3 separate regions of the Rattus norvegicus genome follow, and all the other regions are linked to region 1. Evidence: chromatin contacts called from public Hi-C and HiChIP or PLAC-seq data. All regions are on one chromosome and are shown on one strand. The core of a region is the stretch at or near the end of the contact, and the rest is flanking DNA. Distances in the headings are between cores, read along the strand shown. Region 1 holds the start of A630001G21Rikl (RIKEN cDNA A630001G21 gene like). Region 2 overlaps Sp110 (SP110 nuclear body protein). Region 3 holds the start of Sp140 (SP140 nuclear body protein).

Region 1 (3,392 bases), core at 348-2,847:
TTACTGGTTGAGGCCTACTTCTGGCTACTTGAAAACTCCAGCACTTCCAGTTTGGATTACTTCAGGGTTTCAGTATCCAGTCTGGCCGGATAGAACTCCACAGGCTGAGTTGCGGGGATTAGCAAAACACAGCACTTCGGTGTAGGGTTGCCACCCACAGATTCCAACACCATAGCTTGAACACTATCACATCCGCTAGACCTGGTTAAAGTCCCTGGCAACACCAGCGTTTCCTTTAGTGATAAGAAAGAACTCAGTTTAGTAATCACTCGGGCCACAGAGTTGACTAACTGCTCAGTGCCATCTCTTTTGTATCATTGTTTCTTTTTGGTCTCTGCAAGCCTGGAGGGGGTGGAGAGAGGAAAGGTTAGGCTTAGGAAAGGCTTCTCTCTCTTTTTTTTATACTCGTCATAAGCGCCCCCCCTCCCCACACAGTTGTACAGTTGTAGCCATTTTGTTCCATGCTCGTCAGCTATTTCATATCATTTCTGTAAGATGCTTGCCAGCCATTGATGCAGAAAAATACCTCAAGATAGAGCAGGGTCATGCTGACCACATAACCTGTTATGTTCTGTACGTTAGGAGGTCTATTACTCTTAGGAAATTCCACAACTATAAGCTTCAAGTAGGACCCATCAAATTAGAGGTCAATATGAACCATTATGTCTAAAGTGGTTTGAGTCAGGGCCGGTTACCGGGCAGCACCTCCAGCTCCTGCCTATCAGCTCATTGTGGTTTTTGTAGTCTTAGTCGTTATGAGCTTGTCCCGAGACATGTACAGGGCGTATCTTGGAACTGTCGTCCTGGTCGATTAGTCTTGGGGTGTGCGTTCAATAAACCACCCCTGTTTAACTGAGATAGGTGTTTCTGTGGCCTGTGGGGTGACTCCTGAACCTCTGACAACTTGCTCCATTGTAATTTAAGTACTCTCTAAACAGGCAGATGGCCCATTGTGTGTGATCACTTACTAGGGGAATATTTTGATGATATCTCCACGAAGTCTGCCATTTCTGGGTGCGGTGATTTGAATGAAAATGTCCCTCTCCCATGAGCTTAGGTGGTTGAGCGTGAGGTCTCCAGACTAAGGTGCCGTTTGGGGGACAGATTAGACGTGGCAGTACTTTGAGGAAGTAAGCTTTGAGGTTTCAAGGCCGCACATCATTTCCAGCCCCCTCTCTCTATTCCTGCAGTTAGAGATTGAGCTCCGTGGTTCCTGTACCATGACTGCCACTGATTGATAAGATTTCCTGCCACGACGGAGGACTCTTACCGCCCTGGAACCGTAAAAGCCCAAATAACTCTCCTTTAAGATGCCTTGCCCGTGGTCTTTTTATCACAGCAGCAGAAAAGTTACTGCTACAGGTCCCGTCTTCAAAATATGTCATTATGCGTAAAGCAAATATCATCAAATCTCCAAAAATTGGAAAGCTAAAAATGATTATGGGCCAAACATTTCAGGCTGAAGGCCACTCAAACCTCTATTTCTAAAGGTGACTATGCAGTAACAAAGTGCTACCACCAGAGGGCAGGATAGACTTTGCAGAGACCAGAGAGAGGGAAAGGGAAAGCCGCGGCGGCGGGGGTGGGGGGTGGGGGATGCAAATTTCACTAGAATTTCCCTCAATCACCTACTAAAACCCACCCCAGCTCGAGGGCCTAGCTTTCGCTCTGCTTTATGTTCTCTGGACTTGTTATTGACCAGAATTGACGCCGGGAGAAAGGCTGAAGCGTTCCCTGCGGATTCTCCCAGACCGAAGGTGGCTAACTGGGGAGGAGCTGGGAGATGGGATGAGGGCGAGGATGGAGAGAGGCCTTGGCTCCCAGAGGACTTCTTAAGCGAGTATATGAAATAGTCAGACACCAGATCGGTTAATGCATCACAGAAAGCAAACTTACTAAGGAACAAGAGAGGTGCTTAAGGCATCCTTTTGGAAGGGAGAGGGGCCAAAGGCAGCCTGTGAAGTGGTTTAGGCGGAAAAACAACCAGACAGAAGGGATGGTGGCTTGAGACAGAGTTTTTCTGAGAGAGTTGACTTCTAGCTTCCTCTCCTGGCATGAGATGATCATTTTTCTCTGATGAAACTCTCAAGGAAGCACTGATGTGAGTGAGGGAACTCTCATTACTCATCTCAAAGGGTTCCAAAGTGGTACGCTTGGGCCGCTGCGTCCTGTACTCCTTCCTGTAAGAGGGTCGGACAGGAGCCATTTTTACCAGCCTCTGTGGAACACCCATCTTGAGGTCATCTCCTCCTGGGAGGGAAGGGTACCGGAGGGGTGGAGTCTGGCCCCAGACTGATTTCCCCTTAGTGCCCTGCCCTGCTCCTCATGGGGTGGGTTGAGGTGGGGTTGTGGTTGTGGGGGTTGGGAGGCGGGTGGTGGCAGGCAGTGGAGGGGACACTTGCTAGCCCCTGAAGCTGTCTATATGTATTTGTTTATTTTTAACCGCACCAGTGGTATAGTCCAGAGTGGACCCACTAGAGTTCAGGAAAGGACCCTAGCAATTTCTTCTCCTTTTAGGGGAAGAGCTAAGGGCTAGAATGAAGGCCTAGCACTTCCTCTTTACCCAAGTTGAATTCCTGGTTTAGTTTTCTGTTAAACTGTTAAGTTTCAAAAGTGTACTCAGACCCTGACTGCCCAGCCCATCCCCTCTTTACACCCAGTAGTGGTCAAATCGAGGAAGGAGGGCAAGGAGGCTGAAATCTTCCTTTGCCAATACTCAGCATTATTTTTTAGGCACTGCTTCTTTGTAGAAGCTATAACCCGGCAGAACAGAAAGCTTGGGGGATTTGCCTAGACTTTGCTCTGTCTGGGTCCCGTTTTACCTTTGTCCCCTCTGTTAACACTATCCAAAAGGATTACAGATTCAGCACACCTCCTCCTATAGAATGTTCAACAGCCTTTCCCACCAAATTCTAATAGTTTGGGTCTTCTCGCCCCCACTAAAATGAGGTATAAACCTCAGAGTCATATGGGGGGGGGGGTCCCTGCAGGGCCAGAACAGTCTTAGAGAAGAATACAGACCGATGTACTTTCCATCTCTGAAACATTCTTCAAACCTTCAGTTATCAAGGCAGCGGGGTGCTCTGGCATGGGGGCTGGCAAATGGATTGAAGAGGGATAGCCAGGAGATAGCATGAGCAGACATAGTGGGTTTTCAGCAGGGATGTTAAGACTTAACTGAAATGTTTAGTGCTTTTGAATTTTATACATAGGTACTGTATTTATGTCATCTTCATCCTCCCGTTTCCCTTCACTCCCTTGCAAGTGGTGGCCTCTTCCTCTTTCATTATTATTGCTATACTTACACAATATATGTATGTATGTATGTATGTATGTATGTATGTATGTATGTATGTATGTATGTATACACATGTGCACTGCCTGCTGAGTTC
Region 2 (3,392 bases), core at 403-2,902, 200 kb after region 1:
GAGACTTCTCATGGAGCGTCCACAGGCAAGGAATAACATTTCTTCCTTTTTCTTCTAGAGATCAGCAAGGAAGCATCAAAACCAAGGGCTAGAAAGAGGCCTCAGAAGAGGCCCCACACAGCAGGAAGAACCATACACGGTAAGGATAGGGAGCCTGGGTCTCAGGATGCAGCCAGCAGGCGCCCACACTAACAGCAGCACTCTCTAAGCCAGGCTTTCACTGCCCAAGGAGCCCTCTGGGTGTCTGTTTTCCCACCACAACCTTCCCATGCATGATAGCTTAAGACTACTTACTGATAGACAGGCATGGACTGTGTGTGTGTGGTGTTATCTTTTTCCCCTCCTGAAAGGGGGAAATGTTTGCCCCCACTGAGGACAGCATCACTGCTGCTGAGAATCTGCTTGAGAATATTGCTTGCCCTACACTGAAAATCTCCAGCTTGTGAGTCAGGGTTGTTTCTAGAAATCCAGTCTCGGGGCAGACAGCTCAGAAGTTAAGAGTACTGGCTGCTTTTTCAGACTCCCAGCATCCACATGGTGGCTAGAAACTGTCCTAAATTCCAGCTCTAGGGGATACAATGACTTCTTCTGGCATCCAGGAGCACTAGGCATGATTGTGGTACACAGCTAAACATGCAAGCAAAACAAAACACCCACATACAGACATAACACTACACATAAGCAACCTGCACCGTTATGAAAGGACTTGTGGGCCAAAGGGTGCATGCGGCGGTTAGAGAATGAGTTTTGCAGAGTTTGGTCTCTCCTTGCACCTTTATTTGAGCTCCTGGAATCCGATTAAAATTGCCAGATTTACATAGCAAGCCCCATTACTATCAGCGCTAACTCTTGGTCCCACCACGCATCTCTGGCCCACAAAAGCTACTGCTTACCTTAAGAAACAAGCACCTACGTAGCTCTGAGGTCTTCTATTTTTCCCCCACAATCTCTCTCCTCCCCTTCCTCTCCCTCTGCCTTTCTCTTTATTCCTTTATTTTTATTTGAACAACCGGGGTTTGCAGACCACTGGGGATTCTCATCCATGTTCCGTGCTTTCCTGCAACTCGGACACTCTCCCAGTTCCCAGTAGCAGCCAGCATCTCACTGCTTTGCTGATTCCAGTTCTTCCTTTTGGCTTTTCTTAGTCAGCATTATAATTGTCCTTTCCTAAGACAGGCCGCAGACTAATCCCTATCGAGCTAGCGCGGAGCACAGTGTGCTCCCCACCACTACCACCTCTTCCTCATACTCACCACAAATCTCAACTTCCTGCTCCCTCTCTGCTCCACACCCATATGAACTACCTTAAATAAGTATCGCTTCTACAAGGAATTACCTTCAAGGCAGGGGCGGGGGCGGGGGCGGGGGAGGGGCAGGGGCAGGGGCAGGGGCAGGGGCAGGGGCAGGGCATACGTCTCCAACATGTAACTTGCTGTCAGGGAGTTCTCGTCACGGCTCTTTCAGAGTTTTGGTTAGTTGTCTGTGTGCCTCCTGTTTACTGTGTGAGAGGCATTTGAAGTCAGGAGTGGATCAGTCTTGTTTTCTGTCCTGTGTCCGGCTCCTCTGTGCCTCTGTTTATACTTAAACAACTAACGAATCAGAACAAGGAGGATGCCAGAACACTATGAATGTCCGTACCAAGGACTATGCTGCCCTCTGCTGGAATGTTCTTGAACTGCGCTTACGGCGGATTGTTTCTCCGGGACCTTATGCAGAGGCTTGCTCGGATGAGATAAGTTGGTATATTAACAAAGCGCTTGCCCATCGTATTGCCATCTGATCGTCATGATCGGACTCAAGTAAAAAGGTAAAAGATTCAAAGGAGCTAAGATCCACGTAGGTGCTTCTGAATGCTTTTTGTCTTTACAATGAAAAAGCGAAAAATCCCAGATGCCTCTTTAGTCCTTTTTTATGAAACACTTGAGGAAGCAGGAACCCAGGCTTATGCTGACTGTTGTCCCTCGGCTTAGCGTCTACCATGAGCTATGACTTCTAGGTTGGCCTAGGGTGCTTGCACTATTAGGAGTATTACTGAGCCAATTTTAGCATTTTAAAAACTATACGTTCCTTTATCCTTTAAAAATGTCATACATGGGGCTGGAGAGATGACTCAGCGGCTAAGAGCACTGACTACTCTTCCAGAGGTCCTGAGTTCAATTCCCAGCAACCACATGGTGGCTCACAACCATCTGTAATGGGATCTGATGCCTTCTTCTGGTGTGTCTGAAGACAGCTACAGTGTACTCATATACAAAATAAATAAATAAATCTTCAAAGCCAAAAAAAAAAATCATACATGCAGAGGCAGGCTGATCTCTGAGTTTGAGGCCTGCATGGTCTACATAGTAAGTTCCAGGACAGCCAGGACCGTTACACGGAGAGCCCCTGTCTCAAAAAAGTCATGCATATATACAGTCTGCTTTGGTCAAGCCCACTTCCTCTTTCCTCCTACAGCTTCCCCTGACTTCCGGCACATCCCCCTCCCATGTTCATCTCTCACTGAATCCAATTAATTCTGGGTATGGAGCCATCCGCTGGAGCATGGGCAACCTAGGAGGCGCCACACACCCCATCAACTGGCACCTTCCTCCTGTTGAGACATTTTGGATGACAGAGAAAGAACTCGTCTGCATCCTGGGCCAGTTCCTCACACACTGTCACTGTTCCTCACTGTCCCCACGTCTGAGCCACTCACCCCATGTATTACATGGATGATCCTTGCCTTCTTTTTGCCGGAATGAATGATGCAGTTCTTGATGTTCTTAATCTGTCTAGGACACCTCCAGCCACCCCACTTCCACCCTCCCCCTTGGTCCATGGGTCATAAAGTGCACAGGTCATCCCTGGTGTTTCACCTTCTTGGGTGTAACCATCACCTTAGCATGTCTCCCTGTGTTTTGGAAGCATCCATGAGCTGGTCTTTGGGTGACTAATTAGGGGTTTTTTTCCATTCCATTTCTCCCCTTCCTTATCAGCCTTCCTCCATAGAAGCTTTTCACATCAGGAAATTGTTTTTTATCTTTAATTGCTTCCTTGCATGCTCCCGGTTGTTTGCTCACGCTAATGAGGGCCTAAACCAGCTGCCGCAGCTCCCTTAGAATAAGGCTGGCTGGTGCTGAAGTCATCACACACAGGCTGCCCCTCAGGTTCCATCGTTAAAGGCCTTGAACTGAAGTGGGCAAATGAGGCCAAACTCAGCACCAGTGAGAAGTCACCAGAAGATGTGGCTTCAGAAGTCCTCAGAACTAAAGGCCCATTGCATTTGGGATACAAGAGGTACCTGCAACAGGCAAAAGAGGGGGTAATACTCGTAGCCTGACCCTGCATGGTAACTTGTTGCTCACAGCACTCCCACACCCCCGCTACCCCCTCATCTGTTGTGAGCATATTCA
Region 3 (3,392 bases), core at 344-2,843, 180 kb after region 1:
TGAGCCAGTAATGAACCACCCCACTCACTCCCAAAAGACACAGCATGCTGTTGGTATCACTAGTGGCCTTGACCAAACGTCACGGAGAAGTGATGCTTTCTTAAGATGTCTGCAGGACCAGAAGTTGCCCCAAGAGAGTCCCTGTTGGAGGGCAATTAGCTACATACACCTTCGTCTCATCTTTTTTGTTTTTATTTTGAATTATGTATATATGTGTCTGTCTCGGTGTGTTTCCTGCATGTAAATACAGCGCCTATGGAAGGCAGAAGAGGGTGTCTGATCGGAGTTGGGCATCAGAGGCAGTTAGAAGCCTGGGATGGGTGCTGGGGACGTCTACTACTAAAGCAGTATGAGTGCTTAAACCTGGGCCATCTCTCCTCTCATGCGCATGCGGGGGAAGAGAGAGAGAGAGAGAGAGAGAGAGAGAGAGAGAGAGAGAGAGAGAGAGAGAGACAGACAGACAGACACAGACACAGACAGAGAGACAGAGAGACAGAGAGACAGAGAGACAAAGCGAATTTGCATCTATTTCTAACCAGCTATGTAACCATCAGGAATAGAAGGGGTTAAGAGCAACACCCACTCCCCACCTCCTCCCTCTCACTTCCTCCAACTGAGAGATGAAACTCCCGGACCTGACCTAAGTAGGACATGTGGGCTCAGGCCAGGGCTGTCCACAACCACTAACCTGGGAAGACTGGCAACCGACAGGATCAGGTTTGAACTTATTCTAAATGATCTTCCTTGGACAGAGCTGTCCTTTAGAGTGAGGGTTAGAAAGAGATGAGAGGCCAGAAGTCACAGTGAACCAGCCACTCCTACAAGAGCTCCCAGGAAGTCCACACCGGAAGGCCACAGCGCGCCAGACAAGCTCTGGGACAGGAGCAAGGAAATGAAGTGGGGTGAGTTGGGGGGTAACCATAGGACTCTCTGACAGCTAGCCTACCCGCGATGAAGCCTGCTTTTCCCAGTTCTTCGTGTCCTTATGAGCTCAGTCTCAAATATCAGTGGGCCTTGGTCCCAGCCTGGGTGGCCCTAGTAACACATTTCAACACAGATCTTAGCAGAGACAAGAGACAAGAGAAAGGATGGGACTTACCTGCTGCTGAGTCCATTGTCTCCTCCTGCCATCCCCTACGCAGACCCCAAGGGACCCTGAACTTGGCTCAGGGCAGACTGAACCCCCGCTCTGAGACTCTGGGAAGCCCAGAGAGAACTCCTTCGGAGCCCTCCAAAGAGGAGAAAAAGGAAAGTGAAATTGTTCAACTATGACATCACTGTACTAACGCACTGGCCCCCACTAGGCTCTGCCCCACAGGGGAGGAGCAAAGACAGCCCAAGTCCCCAGAAACCTGGGACCCCTGCTGCCCTCCAAGGAAAGAAGGTGGGAGGGTTTGTTTCAGCTAAGAGCTCCTAGCTGTCTGAGGCCAGCTGGCTGGTTAGTAAAGGAAGGAACTCCTTTGCCCTTTGCTGGGTGGTGCCTGGAAGGATGAGGAAGAGTAGGTCGTCCGCAGTCTCTCTGGCCTGTGGCTGTCCCGGCAGCCCCTTGAGTCAGAACCAGAGGAGGTGGCATCTGATATTTGAACAGCAGAGTAGGAAAAGCCAGAAGGCGTGGCTTTGTTTCCGAGCTTCTGACTTTAATGTAAGCTGGAGTGAGAGACCTCCCCCCTCATCCCCACCCACACACTTCCACCAACCAAAGGCAAGTGCAGAGAATCAGGGCGGGACAGCTTTGCATAGGTGTGACCTTGACAGTGAAGCAAGACAGGGCTCCAGCAACTTCACCGTGGTCTTGAGAACCAGAGGCATCTCGTGGAATTTGGAAGTGGGTCACAGTCAAGGCTTCAGCCAGGGACAATACAGTTTTAAAGAAGGGGTGCCTTACATTTATTCTGCACACCTTTTGCACTTAGCGCCACTCTCCTTCCGTGTGAGAAACTAGCTTGCGTGAAAAGATAAGAAACAGGACTGAGGACGCAAACAAAACAAACAAAAACAACTAACGGAAGACTGGAAATGCAGGCAAAACTGAGTCAGAGATAAGGTGGCCAGGGATGAGGGCCTGTGCAGGGCTCCAGGCTCAGACCTCTGCTAAAGAGGAACAAATTACTTCCTGCAGCAACAGGTCCCAAGAGTACAGGGATGCAAATGAAACCACATACCAAAAAAGGTCATCTTCATTTATAGACATCTCCACCCCGGCCAGACTTAGCTGTGTAACCACCAATCCATGGTTCCCCTAGGGCTGGAATCTGGGAAGGGGTTTTCTGCCAAGAAAGGGGATTTTAGGGGGGCAGAGGACTTGGCTTGTGTGATCACTGTGGCATGATAATATGTGGTAAAGTTCACCAAAATCATCACTTTAAATGAAGGCATCTTACGTATCTAATAAAACCGTGCTAAAAATGGGTAATTCTAATAGGCTCTCATTTGGTGGGAATTACCAGCCAGGTGAGGTTTTACCATCATTACCGTGTTCTCAGTATGTGCGGCTCCCAATAAAACCTTTGCCCTTATTCACATCTGTCTGATGTAAGAGTTTTTCCTGCTTTAAAGGTTTCTCGAGGGTGGGTAATTTTCTGGCTCATAAGCATACTTGTGATTCTTGTGCAGACAGACATACAGACACACACACACACACACACACACACACACACACACACACACACACTGTATTAACCAGACTTGCCTTGTTTCCTTCCTCCCTCAGTCCCCATCCCTGAGACACTCTGCGCCAAGCCTACTGCTCTGACTGTACTTGACTGCAAATTCTACCATTGGTATATGTCCCCATAGGAAGTACAGAGACTCTGTCCTGTGGAGGGCCAGCCTTGGTTCAAATCTAAAGCCCCAGAGGCTTCATGGATGTCCTGGGGTGGGGGTGGGGGGCCTCGTGGGTTAAATACACTTGGGAAATATTACTCAGAACACTTCTCAATTGAAGACTTCTCATTAGAGAGTCACTTGGTTGCCTTTTGTTTTACTTCAATTTTCTCACATACTGATCCTAATGAATTCTAGACATTTCAAAATGCTAGCTCTGGTTGTTGTTGTTTTGTTATTGTTGTTGTTGTTGTTACTGCTGCTGCTGCTGCTGCTGCTGCTGCTGCTATTAATTTAATGGTTTCTAGCAAACTTCTTCAGGGTAACCTTCACCCCAATCCAGCTTGAAAACATTTCATTCCTCCAAAAAGGTTACAATGCGGCCACTAGAGGAACAGAACCCCAGGTTGGGAAGGCGACAGTGGACACCCCCTTCCGTGTTTTCCAATGCTGGTCCTTAGCCTCCCTGCCTGTCACTCCACTCCGGGCAGATCTGGATTCCCAGTAATGCCACTGAAACCCAGAATTCTAACCATGCTGGGAAGCCTCACAAGGCAGGAGATAGGGGT

The links. A called contact is a pair of places that touch in the nucleus more often than the background predicts. HiChIP or PLAC-seq counts read pairs in DNA pulled down with a chosen protein or histone mark.
Region 2: an H3K27ac HiChIP or PLAC-seq map of oligodendrocytes shows a contact between it and region 1, with 9 times the contacts expected there. The contact joins the enhancer-like site here to the promoter of A630001G21Rikl in region 1. A contact is called at or near these places in 12 of 12 Hi-C or Micro-C datasets (the A7r5 cell line, the Rat2 cell line, Schwann cells and 7 more) and 1 of 1 datasets of contacts at active chromatin or transcription factors (oligodendrocytes).
Region 3: a contact with region 1 is called in a Hi-C map of the A7r5 cell line, with 2.7 times the contacts expected there. The contact joins the promoter of Sp140 here to the promoter of A630001G21Rikl in region 1. A contact is called at or near these places in 3 of 12 Hi-C or Micro-C datasets (the A7r5 cell line, liver and mammary epithelial cells).

The regions. Positions count from the first base shown.
Region 1 is chr9:93,851,620-93,855,011 of GRCr8, reverse strand. A630001G21Rikl (RIKEN cDNA A630001G21 gene like) reads left to right here and starts at 1,597. Exons shown (of 5, transcript XM_063268166.1): 1 at 1,597-1,757.
Region 2 is chr9:93,651,756-93,655,147 of GRCr8, reverse strand. Sp110 (SP110 nuclear body protein) reads left to right here. Exons shown (of 13, transcript NM_001034137.1): 10 at 59-139. Among named protein-coding and RNA genes, the nearest start is that of Sp110, 17 kb to the left of the region's middle. Within about 2 kb of position 1,652, at least 15 of the 93 cell types and tissues checked have an H3K27ac peak or open chromatin away from gene starts, as enhancers often do.
Region 3 is chr9:93,670,783-93,674,174 of GRCr8, reverse strand. It overlaps Sp140 (SP140 nuclear body protein), which reads right to left and starts at 1,593. Exons shown (of 23, transcript NM_001012133.1): 1 at 1,100-1,593. The coding sequence starts at 1,131. It also overlaps a transcript of Sp110 not described here.